Regions from separate parts of the Sus scrofa genome. Here region 2 is linked to region 1. The links are chromatin contacts, called in public promoter capture Hi-C maps. All regions are on one chromosome and are shown on one strand. The core of a region is the stretch at or near the end of the contact, and the rest is flanking DNA. Distances in the headings are between cores, read along the strand shown.

The links. Promoter capture Hi-C pulls out the DNA fragments that hold promoters and counts their contacts.
Region 2: a contact with region 1 is called in a promoter capture Hi-C map of liver, with 4 times the contacts expected there. The contact joins the promoter of STPG2 here to the promoter of MTTP in region 1. A contact is called at or near these places in 1 of 5 promoter capture datasets (liver) and 1 of 2 datasets of contacts at active chromatin or transcription factors (alveolar macrophages).

The regions. Positions count from the first base shown.
Region 1 is chr8:120,868,553-120,873,352 of Sscrofa11.1, reverse strand. It overlaps MTTP (microsomal triglyceride transfer protein), which reads left to right and starts at 1,885. Exons shown (of 18, transcript NM_214185.1): 1 at 1,885-2,000. The coding sequence starts at 1,940.
Region 2 is chr8:122,112,776-122,117,575 of Sscrofa11.1, reverse strand. It overlaps STPG2 (sperm-tail PG-rich repeat-containing protein 2), which reads right to left and starts at 2,530. Exons shown (of 13, transcript XM_021101745.1): 1 at 2,103-2,530. The coding sequence starts at 2,211. It overlaps LOC102160109 (a long non-coding RNA gene), which reads left to right and starts at 2,543. Exons shown (of 4, transcript XR_305112.2): 1 at 2,543-3,015; 2 at 4,137-4,228.

The sequences.
Region 1 (4,800 bases), core at 636-3,135:
ACAGTCTTATTTGAACATCCTATGTTGAAATAACTACTTAATACAGTGACTCATAGGAGCTTTCTAGTGGTAGGCAAATGAAAACAAAACAAATGAAACAGCATTTAATTTGTTAGGCAATAGTGATATGCCTTTTATTGGTTGGACTCTGATAAACACCTGACAACAAATGGTACTTTACCCGAAGAGACACGTATCATGCACCACATAGTCTAACCATAAACATGTCACTGTGAGCCTCAAGTGGAATACGAAAGGCAGTTTTCACATGATTCCAGGTAGTCCTTAATTTGAATAAGTAAGTATTTAAAGCTTAAGTGACTATAGTGGCTTCGTGTTACTGTGCATGTAATGCAGAAATTGTGGGAATACACAAAAATCTATTCAAATGTAAAGCACTAAAGCGCTTTTCACATTACCTTGTATTTGTAAAGCCCACTATTCATAAAAACATTTCTTCAACAGTTAATTTTCTAAGACCATTTTCTGTTTACCCCAAGACAAATTATTTATATCTTTAAGGTGATAGTCACAACCAAATATTTTTTGTGTAGGTAATTTAGCCAAGATTTATATATAAAACAGGTTAACAAGTGAAATTCTAATCTCAATAGACAGTAAAGGTGAACAATTTCCACGTTTAAGATCTTTATATAAAACATAATTCAAGGAGAAATACGCTTAACTCTGGAGATTTTAAAATTTTAGATTTCATCTTGTAGCCCTTTCTATCAAGTTGACTATCTTTTACCTGGGTTGTCTAGAAGATTTGAACTTAAGGTTAGGATTCTAGAAGAGGCTTTAGAGAAAGATGAGGGTAAAATTAAGACCCTCATTCTATGCTTAAGAACCCATTTTATGGCTATAAGTATTTTCTAGTTCATTCAAATAGCCCTTTGCCAGCACCTTATTCGTTCCTTTGCCAAAACATCCCCATATGCTCCCCACAACCACCCTGTTTCAATAGGTTTTGTTCACATCAGGTTTATATTGCAGGAGTTTCCAAGGACAAAAGTGGGTTTCATTCGTGTGGCTCCACTCACACTAAGTTACTTGCTTTAATTGTAGAGAAGTTTCCTAATTAATTTTCCGCAGCAAAATTGTTAAGGGCTGGAATTCCCCTCTTGAATTTCTTCCTAGAATTAGGATTCAGAAAGCACAGGGGATTCCATCCAGTTGGTTTGGGGACTCAAGATAAGTGTTTCTTGTCATAGGGGTAGTTAGAGGTCTACTGTGATAAACTCAACTGCTTGCTAGTGTGCTAATAATGACAGACACATAAGAATCACACGTAAGGAGAATCATCTAGGTTTCAGAAATCAGTTTTATCATTTTAACATTATTTTGAAGGGATTGGTGGTGGAAGTAAAAATTTTTAAATTTAAATCCTATAATTCAGAATGATTTTTTAATAATAGCATACACATGGTATTAAAAAACTCCAGATGACCATACAAGACAATAAAATTCAATGAAATGTATTTGAGTTTGCAATTCCTCACCACCTTCCCACGTAAAGTGGTAAATGTGAAGACAGGCATTTGATGTTACGGGAATGAGGATGATTTATGTTTGGAGCAGAAAAGTATCATCATCAGTTTTCCTTGAATGTCTATCAGTACTTCTGAATTTAAAGGATGGTAGACTGGTTTACTTGAACTCTCAAAAGTGACATTTTTTTCTTGGTCTTCCTTATTGAGTAAAGAATAAATAAAAAGAGTGAGAGATTGGAAACCGGAGCCCACCAAAGTTTAATCATTAATAGTGGGCCCTTCTGTGAACTTAGGTCCTGATTTTGGAGTTTGGAATCTGACCTTTCCCCCAAAGATAAACATTGTTGCAGGTTCGAGGAGGGTCACTCCCTTGCTGCCACCGCAAGAATCCACTTCTCAGTGACTCCTCGCTTGGAACTGGATGCACTAGAGGGGAGCTGGTCAATATGATTCTTCTTGCTGTGCTTTTTCTCTGCTTCATTTCCTCATATTCAGCTTCGGTTAAAGGTACGTTCGTGTTGCCTTTTGCTAAACTATAATTTTAATCCTTGAGGGGGAAAATTGTGTGGGTGGGTGGGTGTGTGTAGTGTAGTGAGAGAGTCCTAACTAACTCTTTAAGCCATCTTCAAAACCATGGAACTTTGGAATGTTGGTGAAGGCAGGACTGGGTTGGAATGAAAATCAAATTCAAATTCCTACATACATTAAGAAAACAGAGGCTCCTTTTAGTTTCTTGCTTCATTCTCTCATTCATGGTGTATTTTTAAAAAGGGAGAAAAAAGATGCCAGCTATTGTTACCTTCTGCTGTTGGTCACTCAATGAATGCAGCTCCTTCATTTGAATTGTAAAAGTGGGCTTAAAAAACCAGTTCTTAAATTTCCTTCTAGTTGCTTAGCAATGGGACATCAAGAAGAATTAGATCCAATGAAAAAGGCATTTGACTTGACAGAGAATTATGAATGAAATGGTAAAGTCTGTATTTAATTCCATTACCATTCAAAAGAGAATTATCACGGTTATGAATTACAGAAAATAAAACGACATGATATAGATTTTAAGAAATAAGACATTATCTTTGGAAAAATAGTGTTAGTCATTTTAGATTCTATTTCAAGATAAAACTGATTTTAAAACACCTAAGGATTGATATCTTTCAGAGGAAATAAACATTTTATGAGTAATGGTTTCCAAAAAACTGTATGCAATGTATTCATAGGGAATCTTGTTTTAAGTCAATTCATTTATATATGCGGTGAATTTCTAGATGTTGTACCTGTAAAATGATCACTTTTTAGAGTCTCTTAAGATAATTCACCATGAATGCCAGTTGATCTAACACATAACTCAGCATGATAGGATGCGATTTCACTCACTGTGAACCCTAAGTAACTGATATAAACAATTCACTTTTAAACTTATAAAGCCCTTTAGGGATAACTGGCTTTCTTTTTTTCATAAAGTTTATCTCAAGATTTTTTGCGTTGAAAATTTCCACTTGAGGACAAGAGACCATCTTTGTTACCAGAACAATAAATGGGGACTAAATTATTTCACCCAAGCAAATCACACTTTAGGTTCTTGAACTAAAGAACCTGAGATAATATATATATATTTTAGTAGTTTCTCAAGTATTTTGTATTTAAACGTACAACCCTTAGTTGGATGAAAACAAATTTTAATGAGAAAAAGTTTTGTAACTTACACTTGATAGGTAATTGTTATACAGAGAGCTTACTATTTTTGTTATCTGTCAAGTACACTGTTGAATATTTGAAATACGATTGATTTATATACCATGAGATAAGACCTTATACCATGATTTTACAAAAAACAATTGAGATATAGTAGCTATTGTGGTGTTCTCTTTTTTTCCCCACCTTGCAAGTGAGCACATTGGATAACTTGATGTTTTTAAATACATGCTCTTATAAAGATTTAAAAATACACACACACACACACACACACACACACATGACAATGGACAATGGCATGCAGGGAGCTATGACCTAGAACATAACAGAGAGCTACAGTTTGTTGTATAAGCTCAGTGGCAAACCCAGAATTTTAGATCCTGAAGCTTATGCAATTTAGGGGCAAAATTTGAGAAAAGATAACAAAATACCTTACTTTTTGCAAATGTTACTGAAAAAAGATACGGCGTATGTACACAATGCCAAAGGCTCCCTTCCAAGCCTGGGTTTAAGTGTCATTAACTTCACAGTACAGCTGCCTATTCCAAAAATCATGAATAAAAAGTACAGGACTTGACAGCTCTCTGTCTCCCTAGATTTGGTAATTTCCTGGTTTATAGTACCGTGGTTAAATTATAGATTCCTTACCATTTGTAACGACTGACATTTAATAAGCAAACTACTTATGAAGAGTTTACTTTAAAATCAGGCCATTATAAATTTGGGGATGCCATACATTGCTTCATAACTCATCTCAAATTTACTTATCAATGCAACTGTCCAGATCTGGGTGGAGGGTGCGTACAGGTTGACCATAAATAAAGAGGGTGTAGGAGGAGTTTAGAAGAGGAGGAGTCATAGGGTCTGTTTAGAAGAATATGCTGAAAGAGTGAATGCTCCCTACTTCTTTTGAATCACATTTTATAATGGCGGGTCTATTCTCAGTGCCTCCTTTTGTTACAGGTTTCACATCCTCTTCAAGGATTAAACCCCAAAGCCTCTGGCCATGTCTCCTTGTAATGCCCCTTGCCCCACCTTGACCAGCCTGGGCTGCTCACTCCCTGCTAGAGAAGGAATGTTGCCCATTTCTCACCAGGCCACCATATCATCTTTTCCCCGTGCAAATAAGGTATCCTGCCCGAGACCAATCAGAAGATCAAATCTGGTCTCCACTCAGGTCCACATCATAGGGTATAAAGACTATTGCAGGAGTTCCCATCGTAGCTCAGTGGTTAATGAATCCGACTGGGAACCATGAGGTTGCGGGTTCGATCCCTGACCTTGCTCAGTGGGTTAAGGATCCAGCATTGCCATGAGCTGTGGTGTAGGTTGCAGATGTGGCTCGGATCCAGTGTTGCTGTGGCTCTGGTGTAGGCTGGTGGCTACAGCTCCGGTTAGACCCCTAGCCTGGAAACCTCCATATGCCGTGGGAGCAGCCCTAGAAAAGGCAAAAAAAAAAAAAAAAAAAAAAAAAAAAGACTTGCAGAGTGAGTAGGGCCCTCTTTTTAGCCTGTGTGCATGTGAGTCTCTCTCTTCCTCTCTGAAAATGTACTTTCACTTCAATAAATTTGTAAAATGTCCACCATTCCAATGCTTTGCTTCGGTGAGATGGTGC
Region 2 (4,800 bases), core at 1,281-3,780, 1.2 Mb before region 1:
TGCCGTGAGCTGTGGTGTAGGTTGCAGACGCGGCTCGGATCCCGCGTTGCTGTGGCTCTGGCGTAGGCCAGTGGCTACAGCTCCGATTCAACCCCTAGCCTGGGAACCTCCATATGCCGCGGGAGCGGCCCAAGAAATAGCAACAAAAACAACAACAACAAAAAGACAAAAGACAAAAAAAAAAAAAAAAAATGTTTTCAAAGGGGCCAGTAACGGTGTGAAAAACGCTAAGTTTAGATATTTGAAATATCAGATGCCAGGAACCACCCAGGTAGACATGTCCAAAAAAAGGAATTGGCAACGCAAAGGCCTTACCATGTGGAGAAAGTTCGTCTTAGAGATATGAATCACCTGTATGTCTAAAGACTGTTCTGGGAGTCACAGAATCAGAAAATAGATAGTGGTTGAAGCTATGGATTTGAATGAGAAAGTAAACATGAGAAGAGCAACATGCAAAGAACTGGTGTAAACAGTTAAGATGTTTATAAAAATAACCTTTAAAGAAGACTATGGAAGGTTGGTTGGAGAGGGAGAAAATGATACCTTGATTCAGCATTTAACCCATGTTTATTAGATCCTAACACGTATCAGGCTGTTCCAAGACAACAGGTGTAAAAAGAACCAGGAAAAAAAAATGATGATGTTACAGATACCGGGGTAAGAAATATTTCTAAAAAGACAGTGGTCATTTGTGTCAAAATAAAATAAGGATTGAAAAGTATTCTAAGTGAAAGTATTTTGGGTGGTCATTGGTAACTAATAGATTGGGAGGGAGTTAATGCTTACAAGTCAGCTGCATTAAATTCGGATATGTAATAAGTTCCAAGGACACTGATATCAACAGCAGATGCTGAAAAGCAGTGAAAGATTAAGATGATGACAAATCTGTATTCCATCCAAAGAAACCTAAATTAACCTAATACCTTAAACTCAACCGTCATGTCAACAGAGTAATGGATCCTGGCACTTGTTTAAAAATACAGAAATAGAGTGGGAATAGGGAAAAATGCAAGCTAACAAGGGAAAAAAACACAATTTGGACAGTACTAAGCCCCACAAAAATTATGAGATTATAAAAAGCAAATTGAAAGTATGTATTAAAAGTTACCCCTAGTCACTAGCTGCAAACAAAAGAGAGCAAATAATTATTTAAATTATCCATTCCCAGAGTTCCCGTCAGGGTTCAGTGGTTAACGAATCCTACTGGGAACCAGGTTTCGGTTCGATCCGTGGCGTTACTCAGTGGGTTAAGGATCTGGAGTTGCAGTGAGCTGGGGTGTAGGTTGCAGAGGCGGCTCAGATCTGGCAGATCCCACGTTGCTGCGGCTCGGGCATGGACCAGTGGCTGCAGCTCCGATTAGACCCCTAGCCTGGGAACCTCCATATGCCACCGGTGCGGCCCTAGAAAAGGCAAAAAGACAAAAATAAATAAATTATCCATTCCCACTACCTCTCAAGAGTATAGCTTTTCTTTACAGAATGTGGGATGAAGGAACTCTTATAAAGTATGTTTAAAGAGAAGATGGGTATGGTCAGATAAGAAACATCTACCAGAAAAAAACACATGGGACTATCTTTAAAAAATATTGCAAAACAAAAATTTTAACGTTATATCTTAGCTAATGAATGTTTCTCTGGTTAGTTAGGAATGGTGTGTGAGGCAGGCAGGATTTCGAAAAAAAAAAAAAAAGACAGAAAGCGGTGAGAAGTACACATGATTTGGAGACTCATAGCCAGATCAAGGAAATCGAAATCCTAGATGTCACCTGTATAATTTAAAGAATGATGTAGACAACCATTGTAGAATCAAAAGTCCTCACCATTGGCTCACTGGCCTTGTGAAATGGGACAAATTTACTGGGTCACTATGCTGTACCACAGAAATTGACACAGCGCTGTAAATCAATTATAATTTTTTAAAGGGACAAATTTATTTTACTAGTTATCATCTGTGAAATAAGGACAGTATCTTCCCTGCCTACTTCATGCTGTTATACTTTTGAAGTGATGCTACTATGCTTTCCTCAGGCACACAGAAGCGGAGCAGGCTGAAAGTGAGGCGCCTGTCACAGAAGGCTTGCCTTTCCCTACCTACATCTTACCTGCTGCCTGCTGCTTCAGGAAAGGTACCTGGTAGGATCCAGGACCCACATGATCCTCAGTGCTGCCACCTTCAGCCAATCTAAGCAAGCGAGGAGCCCGATCGTACATAATGGCGTGGGGTCGGGGAGCGGTGCGCCCGCAATGGTATAAACTAGACGGCCAGCAGAGACGTGGAGCCAAAGGAAGCCGTCAACCATCTCTGGAGCCCCAGGAAGAACTTGCGTTAATGGAGCAGCTACCTTAGAGACTATCGGCCCACTTGCTCATTAGTGTCAGATTTACCCCAGGTTGATTTCTAGCCCTGCAGAAAATTGTTTAGGAGTGAGATGAGCCATCCCACACAACCATCCGTTCACCAACCGCGAGCCAAAGCGCTCATCTTAAGGGACGAGCTTAATGAGGAAACGCCCGCCCCCGTGCTTCCGGTCTTGACTCCGCCCATTTCTCTCCACCCGGAAGTTTCTAGGAGAGAGGTCAAAGCGCATGCGTACCGAGCCGCAAGTCTTCCCCACTAAGCTCCGCCCCGCGCGCTCAGCGTCCTGAAGGAGAGGGCGGGCCTGAGTCTTGGAGCTCCTCCTACTACACCAAGTGCTTTGAATCCTGGGTTCGTCAGAAAAGCTCTAGAAAACGCCCTAGGAGTTAGAGCTAACTTGACCGTGATCCATTTTTCCTTATAGTCAGACGGGACAGCTGGGAAGAAACTATGAAAAACTGTGAAAGAAAGTCTTAGCGCGTTCACCTCCCGCACTCCTACCAGAACTACACTCGCACCCGCAGGGACGAAAGCATCTCTGACTTTATTCGGTAGTAAGTCCAAACGGTGCTAAGAGAAACCCAGGAAGTGGTGGTGACAAGACACTGAGAACTAGGAAGGAGATGAAAAACTCACCAACCGAAGCATTGCAAACACTGGTAAATGAAAGCTGTTTCTGCTGTTAGAGACCCAGGCAACAGCAACACTGACTCATTACTCTGTTTATAAAATAAAGACATTGAGGAAACCCCAAGCTGTTTGTTCAGCAAGTATTCTATCCAGATTCTAATCATCCTAAAGGCTTAAACAGACCCCGTTTATTATGCCTTACCTGCCAATGAGTTATAGTACTTAGAATTGTTCCTACTACAAATTTGTACTTATTGATACTCTGGAGGACAGAGTTTGATACTCAATTCTGTGGGTCATTTATTCTGGCTTAATTGTTCTACATACATTAGAGTCTCCTCCATGCAAGGCTATCTGCTTCTCAAGAATGTTTCTGCATTATCTTTTTTCCTACTCAATAACTAGCTGAGTATTTACTCACTTAAAAAACATTTACTGGCATATACTGTAGGTTCAGTACCATGCTAGGTTATGAGTTACAAAGATTCAAGCAAGTCTTCAACCTAAAGGGTCTTATAGCTACTGGAGAAAGAGACAGGTTCGTCCTTAACAAGATATGAGAAGAGAGACAAATAAAATGATAAGAAAAATATCACAGTACTTTGGATATCCCCTCTTCCTACTAAGAAACTAGATACTCAACTGTATGTTGATCACAGAAAGCAAATTCAGGTCCAGGCCATTTTGCTGTAGGCACTGGTGCAGACGCTTGTATCCTGCCTTTTCATGCCTGCAACAGCTTAGGTTATTCTTTTCTGGGATAGCATTGGATTTGACATTGGAAATAGAAGTGCTAAAGCAGAATTTACCTGCTTCCTGTCTGATTCGACTTTTGTCCACAGTGCCTAACCTACCTTAGACAAAAAGGAGTTTTTTATATGATCTGTCCTAGGTTATTTACACATCTCTAAAGTGAAGTTTGTAAACTTAAGACCTATGTTCCATTTTGGGATAGAACCCAGTAGGGGATGATATGAGAAAAAGAATGGGTAAATGTATAAATGGGTCACTTTGCTGTACAGCAGAAATAGGTACAATATTGTAAATTGATTGTAATTTAAAAAAAAAAATTAAAGAAGACCTCTGTTCCAGCTAGGAATACAGACTTTCTTTACCTTGCCTACCTCCTCAGTGTGTGTTCTTTCCTCAGGGACCTCACAGAGAAGAGTAGCTGACCAGTGGCAGAACTCCAGTGTTTCTGGGTCTCATGACCGAATCCTATCTAAATATCGCACCACTGAGGTACAATCTCCACATTCTTCATAATTTTGTAACATTTGGTCACATAGAATTCTGTATCCCTAACAAAAGGCTTTTCTTTGAAAAAAAATTTAGTGTGACAATCCTTCCTCTATTTCCTCGATAATGGTTGCAGTTCTGTCTACCTTTCCCAGCTATTATTTCCCTCTAATGGTTCAGTAACCAGAATAATACACAGTATTTAAGAATTAGAGAATATTTTTAAATGAGGACAGTAAATCTTTTTCATTCTCTCTCATCATGGTAAATATTTCTTGAATAGAATGAGTGTGGTGCTAAAAATATGAAAATATATTAACACAGAATTGTAATTATATATGAACACAAAATAAAGAATTTAGTTCAGCATTTCAGTTCCTGCAAAATGCTTTTAATGCTAATTAATCACAATCTACAACCATTTCCGAGGAATTAGTAAGAGATGGGAACTATGAACTAAGGTTTATTTGGTTACAAAATTTGGATTCTTTCCCACTAGAATAAACTTTAAAATGAAACTTAAAACTTAAGGGGTAAGAATTCTGCCTTCGGTAGCATTAAATACCTTATAAATA